2 separate regions of the Bos taurus genome follow, and region 1 is linked to region 2. Evidence: chromatin contacts called from public Hi-C data. All regions are on one chromosome and are shown on one strand. The core of a region is the stretch at or near the end of the contact, and the rest is flanking DNA. Distances in the headings are between cores, read along the strand shown. Region 1 has its middle 85 kb from the start of RCBTB2. Region 2 overlaps RB1 (RB transcriptional corepressor 1).

The links. A called contact is a pair of places that touch in the nucleus more often than the background predicts.
Region 1: a contact with region 2 is called in a Hi-C map of an unstated tissue, with 4 times the contacts expected there. The contact joins two enhancer-like sites. A contact is called at or near these places in 3 of 11 Hi-C or Micro-C datasets (liver, skeletal muscle and an unstated tissue).

The regions. Positions count from the first base shown.
Region 1 is chr12:18,354,309-18,358,368 of ARS-UCD2.0, reverse strand. No RefSeq gene overlaps it. Among named protein-coding and RNA genes, the nearest start is that of RCBTB2, 85 kb to the right of the region's middle. Within about 2 kb of position 1,303, at least 17 of the 102 cell types and tissues checked have an H3K27ac peak or open chromatin away from gene starts, as enhancers often do.
Region 2 is chr12:18,138,226-18,142,300 of ARS-UCD2.0, reverse strand. The region is part of intron 2 of RB1 (RB transcriptional corepressor 1); the gene reads right to left. Among named protein-coding and RNA genes, the nearest start is that of RB1, 22 kb to the right of the region's middle. Within about 2 kb of position 1,305, at least 8 of the 102 cell types and tissues checked have an H3K27ac peak or open chromatin away from gene starts, as enhancers often do.

The sequences.
Region 1 (4,060 bases), core at 54-2,553, 220 kb before region 2:
GGGGAGGGACTGCACGCAGCCTTCCTGTGGACAGGAATGCTTGACAACACTGAGGGCAGAAGCCAGCCATGAAGACTTCGGTTATCTCTGATTCCAAAACCATGCCCCAGATAATTATGTTAAGTAAAGAAAAGGAAAATAAATTGCCTTCTCCAAATGCTTAAAAGGTGAGGGCTAGGACTTCCCAGGCTGTTCAGTGGTTATGACTCTGAGCTTCTATAGCAGGGAGTATGGGTTCGATCCCTGGTCAGGGACCTCAGATGCTGCAGGCCAACTGACCCCAGAGCAGATATTACATAACACCAACAATAAACCGCCAGAGTATAAGCTACAAAAACACAAAACAATACAAAAATGCAGCTGCTTGGAAACTGAAACTCTCTCTCCTAAATCTTGGATCAATGAGAAATCAAATATGTAATCACAGAATGTTTGGAAGAAAAAAAAATTATATGAACATTTCATATTAAAACAAAGCAAACTGATAGCATTATTGTGTCATATTAAAAAACAAAAAATTAATGTGAGGGCCACCTTTACTTCATACAAGTGCCACTTAGCTACAGGGTCAGTACCAAGTGGCTGTTCTATTACTGGATTCAGACCTCATGGGATTCCATAGCTCACACAGATAAAGGGTTTGAGAACCAGTGTCCTTCACATCCCATGGCTGAAATAAAGGATTTTTTTATTTTTTTTTTAAGAAAGTGAGACAAGTGGGGACAGAGATGGAAGTGGGGTAAAGAGAGAAAGGCAATCATTAGAGGAGTTATGAGAGAAGAGAATACACACACGTCAGGATTGTCACCAATGAGAAGTGGATCATGTGTTTTTGATAACTTCTGATGGAGGGAGAGCGCATGTTCTTTTTAGATAAGTAAAGTAGTCCAGGTTATGTAGCCTTGTTTCCTGCTATGAGAGAGAAACAGAAGAAAAAAACGTTCCAGTGGTTATGAAAATGAGGTCGGTTGAATCCCCATAAAGGGTTGCCAACAAGAGACCTCATTATATTCACCTTCAGAAAAATAAGGAATAGTTTTTTGTGGGTAAGTATATCCCAAATATTGTATATTTAAAATTTTTTTGTTGTTTATCCGAAATTAAAATGTAACCAGATATCCTGTATTTTCATCTGTTGAATCTGACAACCCTACTCTTACATTAAGAAGGAAAACTCTCAATAAGCTTGACATGAGAATGGTGTTTAGAATATAAGAGAAAGGTCAGCAAGAGGTCATCCGGGGAACACCACAAAGAGCCTTTATTCAGGATCTTGAATAAACACCCGGTAAACCGCGAGCTTCTTGCTCCTATGAAAGGCTGGTTCTGTTTCTTGGCAGGATGAAGGCTGCCCTCAGTAACCCCAGTTTATAGCCTGATTGGAAAACTCTCTCGGATTAGAACTGGTTTCCATGGGAACACCCTGGCTGCCCAATACTTAAGTGCCTGGCATGCATTGCTTATAGTAGGTGTTCAGCAAGAAGGGGAGGTTGGATGAGAGAGCTGGTAGATGAATTCTCTCAAATTTAGCATCAGAAAAGTGGCTGACTTTTTAAAAAATAATTAAGCTTTATTGTAGTATAATTGCTTTACAATGCTGTGTTAGCACCTGCTGCACAGCAAAATGAATCAGCCATACATGTACATATATCCCCTCCCTTTGGGGTTTCCCTTCTACTTAGGATGGGCTTCCCAGGTGGCTTAGCAGTAAACAATCCGCCTGCCAATGCAGGAGACACAGGTTTGATTCCTGAATCAGGAAGATCCCCTGGAGAAGGAAATGGCAACCCACTCTAGTATTTTTGCTAGGAAATCCCATGGACAGAGGAGCCTGACAGGCTACATACAGTCCATGAGGTCTCAATAGAGTCAGATATGACTTAGCCACTAACAACAACCCATTAGGGACGCCACAGTGCCTTAAGAAGAGTTCTCTGTGCTATACACTATGTTCCCAACAGCCGTGTATTTTCTATTGATAGTGTATATGTACCAGTTCCAGTCTCCCGGTTCCTCCCCTCCACCTCTTTCTTTCCTCCTGTGTGAGCGTGCTCAGCCGTGTCCAATTCTTTGCAGCTCCATGGACTGCAGCCCACCAGGTTCCTCTGTCCTTGGAATCTTCCTGGCAAGAATGCTGCAGTGGGTTACCATTTCCTCCTCCAGGGGATCTTCCCAGCCCAGGGACCCAACCCTTGGCTCTTGTGTCTCCTGCGTAGGTAGGAGGATTCTCCACTGCTAGCGCCACCTGGGAAGCCCACCGTTTCCTCCTTGGTGATTGTTTAGTAAGACTAATCAGCCATCCAAAATGTTTCTGTCTGCACTCATTGGCCAATGTTCAGTTTTCTAAGTATAAAAATGGGCAGATCTTTAGACAAGGTCACTCAGCAGCTTAGTGGCAGAGCTGGGACGAGAAGAAGAAACTATCGTGCTGTACCATATGCCTTGGCGCATGTTTCCATTCAACAGTTTGCTTTCTTACTTGATAGCTAAGATTTTTAATCCTCACGGGGTCAAATAAAACCACACTTTTCCATAGGCATTGTGCTTTACGCATCATGTGTAAGACAATTTACACAGCCTCCATTTTCTCAATTTTTGGTTTGTTTGGGTTGATTTATTTTGGAAAACCATCACACGGTGGAACCATTCCAGCTACTCTTTTTATCTGAGGATTTATGAATATTTAAATGAACTTGGTCCCTGCCAATTTACATATGATTTAGGTAGAAATTTTTATTGCTTCTTCTATCTTCCATGTATCCAAACTCCATTAAGTGATGGTACATGACCATCATTTAAATCTAATTCACACATTTAGTTGGGAGTTAGAATATGCTTAGGGAATTACCCTGAAGTTTGATTTTATTTATTTCATTTAATTAACTTATTTATTTTATTTTATTTATTTTATTATGTCTGTGACTTTGATAAAATTTAGAAGCATTCCCAGAAAACATCCATTTTTGAGTACTTCAGATCAGATCAGATCAGTCACTCAGTTGTGTCCGACTCTTTGCGACCCCATGAATCGCAGCACACCAGGCCTCCCTGTCCATCATCAACTCCCGGAGTTCACTCAGACTCACGTCCTTCGAGTCAGTGATGCCATCCAGCCATCTCATCCTCTGTTGTCCCCTTCTCCTCCTGCCCTCAATCCCTACCAGCATCAGAGTCTTTTCCAATGAGCCAACTTTTCGCATGAGGTGGCCAAAGTACTGGAGTTTCAGCTTTAGCATCATTCCTTCCGAAGAAATCCCAGGGCTGATCTCCTTCAGAATGGACTGGTTGGATCTCCTTGCAGTACTTAGCATGTTTCAAAATCTACATCAATAAATGAGTCTGAGTTTTGAGCAGAGTATCTCCTTGCTTTCAGTCACTTAGTCGTGTCCAAATCTTTGCAACCCCCTGGATTGCAGCACACCAGGCTTCCCTGTCCTTCACCATCTCCCAGAGTTTGCTCTAACTCATGTCCGGTGGGTCAGTGATGCCATCCAGCCATCTCATCCTCTTGCCCCCTTCTCCTTCTGCCTTAAACTTTTCCCAGCATCAAGGCCTTTTCAAATGAGTCAGCTCTTCACATCAGGTGGCCAAAGTGTTGGAACTTCAGCTTCAGCATCAGTTCTTCCAATGAATATTCAGGTTTGATTTCCTTTAGGATTGACTGGTTTGATCTTCTTGCAGTCCAAGGATTCTCAAAAGTCTTCTCCAGCACCACAGTTTGAATGCATCAATTCTTTGGTGCTCAGCCATTTTTGTTGTCCAACTCTCACATCCATACATGACTACTAGAAAAACAATAGCTTTGACTATACAGACCTTTGTAGGCAAAGTAATGTCTCTGCTTTTTAATACGCTGTCTAGGTTTGTCATTGCTTTTCTTCCAAGTATCTCTTACAGGAGAGGAAAAAAAGAAGATGAATCAGACTGAGCTTCCTGGTTTTTCCTTGAGGCACAGCCTTCCATCGCTCAACTCAGATCTACTGACCTAGAAGCACCAGGCAGGGCCTCACAAATGTCACTTAGAGGGTGTCATCATCATCCCTGACAAAATCCCTGATCA
Region 2 (4,075 bases), core at 56-2,555:
AGCCTTTTTTGTCTGGCTTCTTTCACTTAGCATAATGCTTCTGAGAACTCATCCATATTGTTGTACCTATTAGTATTTATCCCTTTTATTTGTTGAGTAGCACTCCACTGTATGAATATACCACACTTTGTTTATCGATTCCAATAGCTGAATACACTGCTATGAATAAGGCTATTAACCTTAGCCTTAAATATTCAACTACAGATCTTTAAGTGGATGCATATTTTCATTTCTCTCGGGTGAATACCTCATTGGGGAATGCTAAGTTCTGTATTAAATGTAAGTTTAAGTTTGTAAGAAACTGGTAAACTGTTTTCCAACATGGCTGTAAGGCTTTGCACCCCCGCCAGCTACAAATGAGAGTTCACGTTTCTTCACATCCTCACCAGCACTTAGTTTCTGTTCGTCTGTTTTCCAGTCATCCCAGTAGGTGTGTAGTGGTACATTTTCCCAAGGACTAACAACACTGAGTACTTTTTCAAATCTCACTTAGCATCTGGATCTCTTCTTTTGCCAATTTTCTCTTCAGTTGTTTGTCTTATAAAGTTGTTAAGAGTTACTTAAACATGTTGGATTCAAACTCCTTAACAGGTACGTGTTTTGCAAAAATCTTCAACTGATCTGTAGCTTTTCACTTTCTTAAATAGTGTATTTCAAAGGGCATAAGTTTTTAATTTTGATGGAGCTCAATTTATTACCTTGTTTTATAGATCATGCCCTTGCTGGTACTATCCATGAAATCTTTGTTTAATCCAAGGTCACAAAGGTTTTCTCCTTGGTCATCTTCTGGAAGTTTATATCTATGCTTCATTTGAATTAATTTTTATGATTGTGCAACAAAGGGACTAAAGTTCATTTTTTGCATATGGATGTCGAATTGCTCCAGTATCATTTGTTGAGAGGAACTCCTTTCTCCATTGAACTACCTTACCCTCTGTGTGCAAACACTGACACGTATGTGTGAATTCTATTTTCTGATTCTCTGTTCTGTTCCACTGACCTACTTGTCTTTCTTTCCACCAATACTACAATGACTTGATTACGTTTTGTTCTTTTTTTAGTTCAGTTTGATTCAAGACTTTTAAATCCGTAAAACGACATTTGATTCAGTTCTCATTGTGCAGATTAAGAAACTGAAGATTAGAGCGTGGAGAGTTGCCCAACACAGCCTATCAATGCCACAGGCCTATAAAACCCAAGTTTCCTAACACTCAAATTAGTCTTCTTCCCTTTATTTAAGAGTATTTCCTTACTACATTTCTACATTGATTTCCTAACATTTTCACTATTGAAATCCTTAATCTCACCACCCCACTAAGAGTCCTGTACTCTTAACTATTTTACTGTTCTGTACTCTTCATTTTTATTTTGTTGAGAAGGTTAGAGAATCACAATTCCAAAGGCCTCAACATGTTTCTCCACATCAAATAATTTCTAATTACCATATACTCCCAATGTCTCTGCATCTAGCTTCAGGTCCTTCTTCTCTTCTGACTTTGACAAATGAACATCCTCCTCCACTCTTAAATCAGTAAATCTACTCCCTCACTTCTTCCCACTTTGTATCACCTCCTTCAAGACCTATTTGATTAATTCCTCCCTCTGTCTTACATAATTTATCTTACAGGTCTTTCTAAACACATGCTTCTGTTTAGCTACAAACCAGCTTGTGCTGTGGTGTGCTAAGTCACTCAGTTGTGTCTGACTTTTTGGGATCCCATGGACTGTAGCCCACCAGGGTCCTCTGTCCATGGGAATTCTCCAGGCAAGAATACTGGAGTGGGCTGCCATGCCCTCCTCCAGGCAGGGGATCTTCCCAACCCAGGTCGCTCCTGCATTGCAGGCAGATTCTTTACCATCTGAGCCACCAGGGAAACCCAAGAATACTGGAGTGGGTAGCCTATCCCTTCCCCAGGGGATCTTTCCGACCCAGGAATTGAACCGAGGTCTCCTGCATTGCAGTCAGATTCTTTACCAGCCGAGCTACCAGGGAAGCCCCACAAACAAACTTACATCACTTAAAAAAAAAAAAAAAAGCTATCCTTCTATCCCTGGACTTTATCAAGCCACTGTTCAAACCAGACATACAAACCTCTTACTATTCACACGCACACTCACCAGATACACTCTCCCAGTACACATCTACTGCACCCACTGAACACATACTTCTACTATGTAAGCGCTATTCTACTGAGGCTATTGTCTAAGTGTCGAAAGAGCTCTCTCTAAACTGAACAGACTTTTCTTTGGTTTCATCTACAAAGACCTCTATACGACATCTGACACCACTGTAATGAAACTTTTCTCCTCAGCTTTTCAAACACAGTCAACATCCTCATTCTCGTTTTTATCTCTGTCAACTTTTTCAGAGTTTCCTAATTCCAAAGACTTTTCCCCACCACCTTCTTTTTCCTTCTGCCGTCTGCAGCTTCATCCACTTCTACAGCAGCCCCAACTCCTCGACACAGCTGTTTCACATGACTCATCCTGCTTTCCAACCCTCACTGCTGTCTCAAGATCTAGGCCCTATTTTCCAACGGCAATTACAACCCAAAAATTTGTAACTGATTTGTTTCCTCAAAAATTTAGATGAGAATTATGTAACGGGCTCAGAATAGCACCTTTGAAACCATTAAAACAGAGGAAAAGAAAGTTTTACTCAGCCAAAAGAATCACAAAAAAATAAATGAAAGAAGAAAAAAATGAGGAAAGGATAAGAAAAAGCATTTTACAAAAGAAAAAGACAGTAATTTCCAATAAACATATTTGGAATATAAGAACCTCAGAAGAGTGTTAATTGAAGGACATTTTGCTAATTTGCATCAAGAACCTTAAGAGTTCAGTTTTATCTCTATGGATTTATCCAATGAAAATAATTACTGAGTAAGATTTAGTATGATAAATGTTCAAAGAATTACAACAGCAAAAATAATGGGAAACATTCAAACATCTTTAAATAGAATAGTTAAATAAATTATGATAGAGCTGTATCAAGAGCTACATAAAACTCTTAGAAAACATTTCAAAGATTATAAGGACATGGGGAAAAAAACCAGACATGTTACGAGAAAAAAACATCAGAATACAAAATTCTGTGTATATTTTGACTCCAATTTGTTGAAAAAATTTAAAAGAAAGGATATGCAAAAATATATCAAAATGTTAACTATTATCTCTAGGTGGTAGGATTACAAATGGTTTTCATTAATCCTAGATATATTTTCTAAATTACCTACAATTATAAAATAGAGGGGAAAATAAGTCAATTAAGAAGTACTAAATTTATATAAAACAGGTGAGAGGAAAAATTATGAATATTCTTGAGAAAAATCTTTTTTAAAATAGTCAAACTTTAATTACATATACTACAGTTTAAATCATAATCTATAATCAACACTTAAGAGACTACTCATTTAAGCTATCATTTAGTTTAGTTTACTTAAATCACCCAACTGGTAACCCTGAGTTAGTGATATGACTTAACCAAAAAGTTTGTTGAGTTTTTTTCTCCATGATATTTTATGGAAAATACTGAACAAAGTTTTTGGCCAATCCAACACTTGCTCTTTTACAATGCACTAACTTATAAAAGAGCTCCCCCAAGTGGTAACATAAATCATCTTAGAAACATCTGAAAAGTAGGTTATCTTACTGAAAAGTAGGTTAACATAACTAGCATGAATTTAACCTGAAATTTTAAAAGTTAAAAACACTACTCTCTCTTATCTTTACTTTTTAAGATATCAACCATGAAAATGATGGAAATAAGCCATAGTAAACATGCTCTTTATCTCAGGGTCAAAAGGATACATCCTTACACCAGATTCATGAGACTGTAATGAGTGATTAGCAATAAAGTTACAAGTTAAATGTATTATAGAAGTAGAGGGGCTAAGAGCTTCCTTTATATCTTCCCCTCGGGGATTTCCTTACCAAGGTTATATGTAAGAACAAAAGAAACAACATGCTAATATGCCAGAAAATCCTCCCTCTCGCTTGCATAATATTAGCTGACAGCAGTTGAGCGCTAAAGAAATTCTTGATGTGCTCATAAGAACCAGAAGGCAAGAGTAGC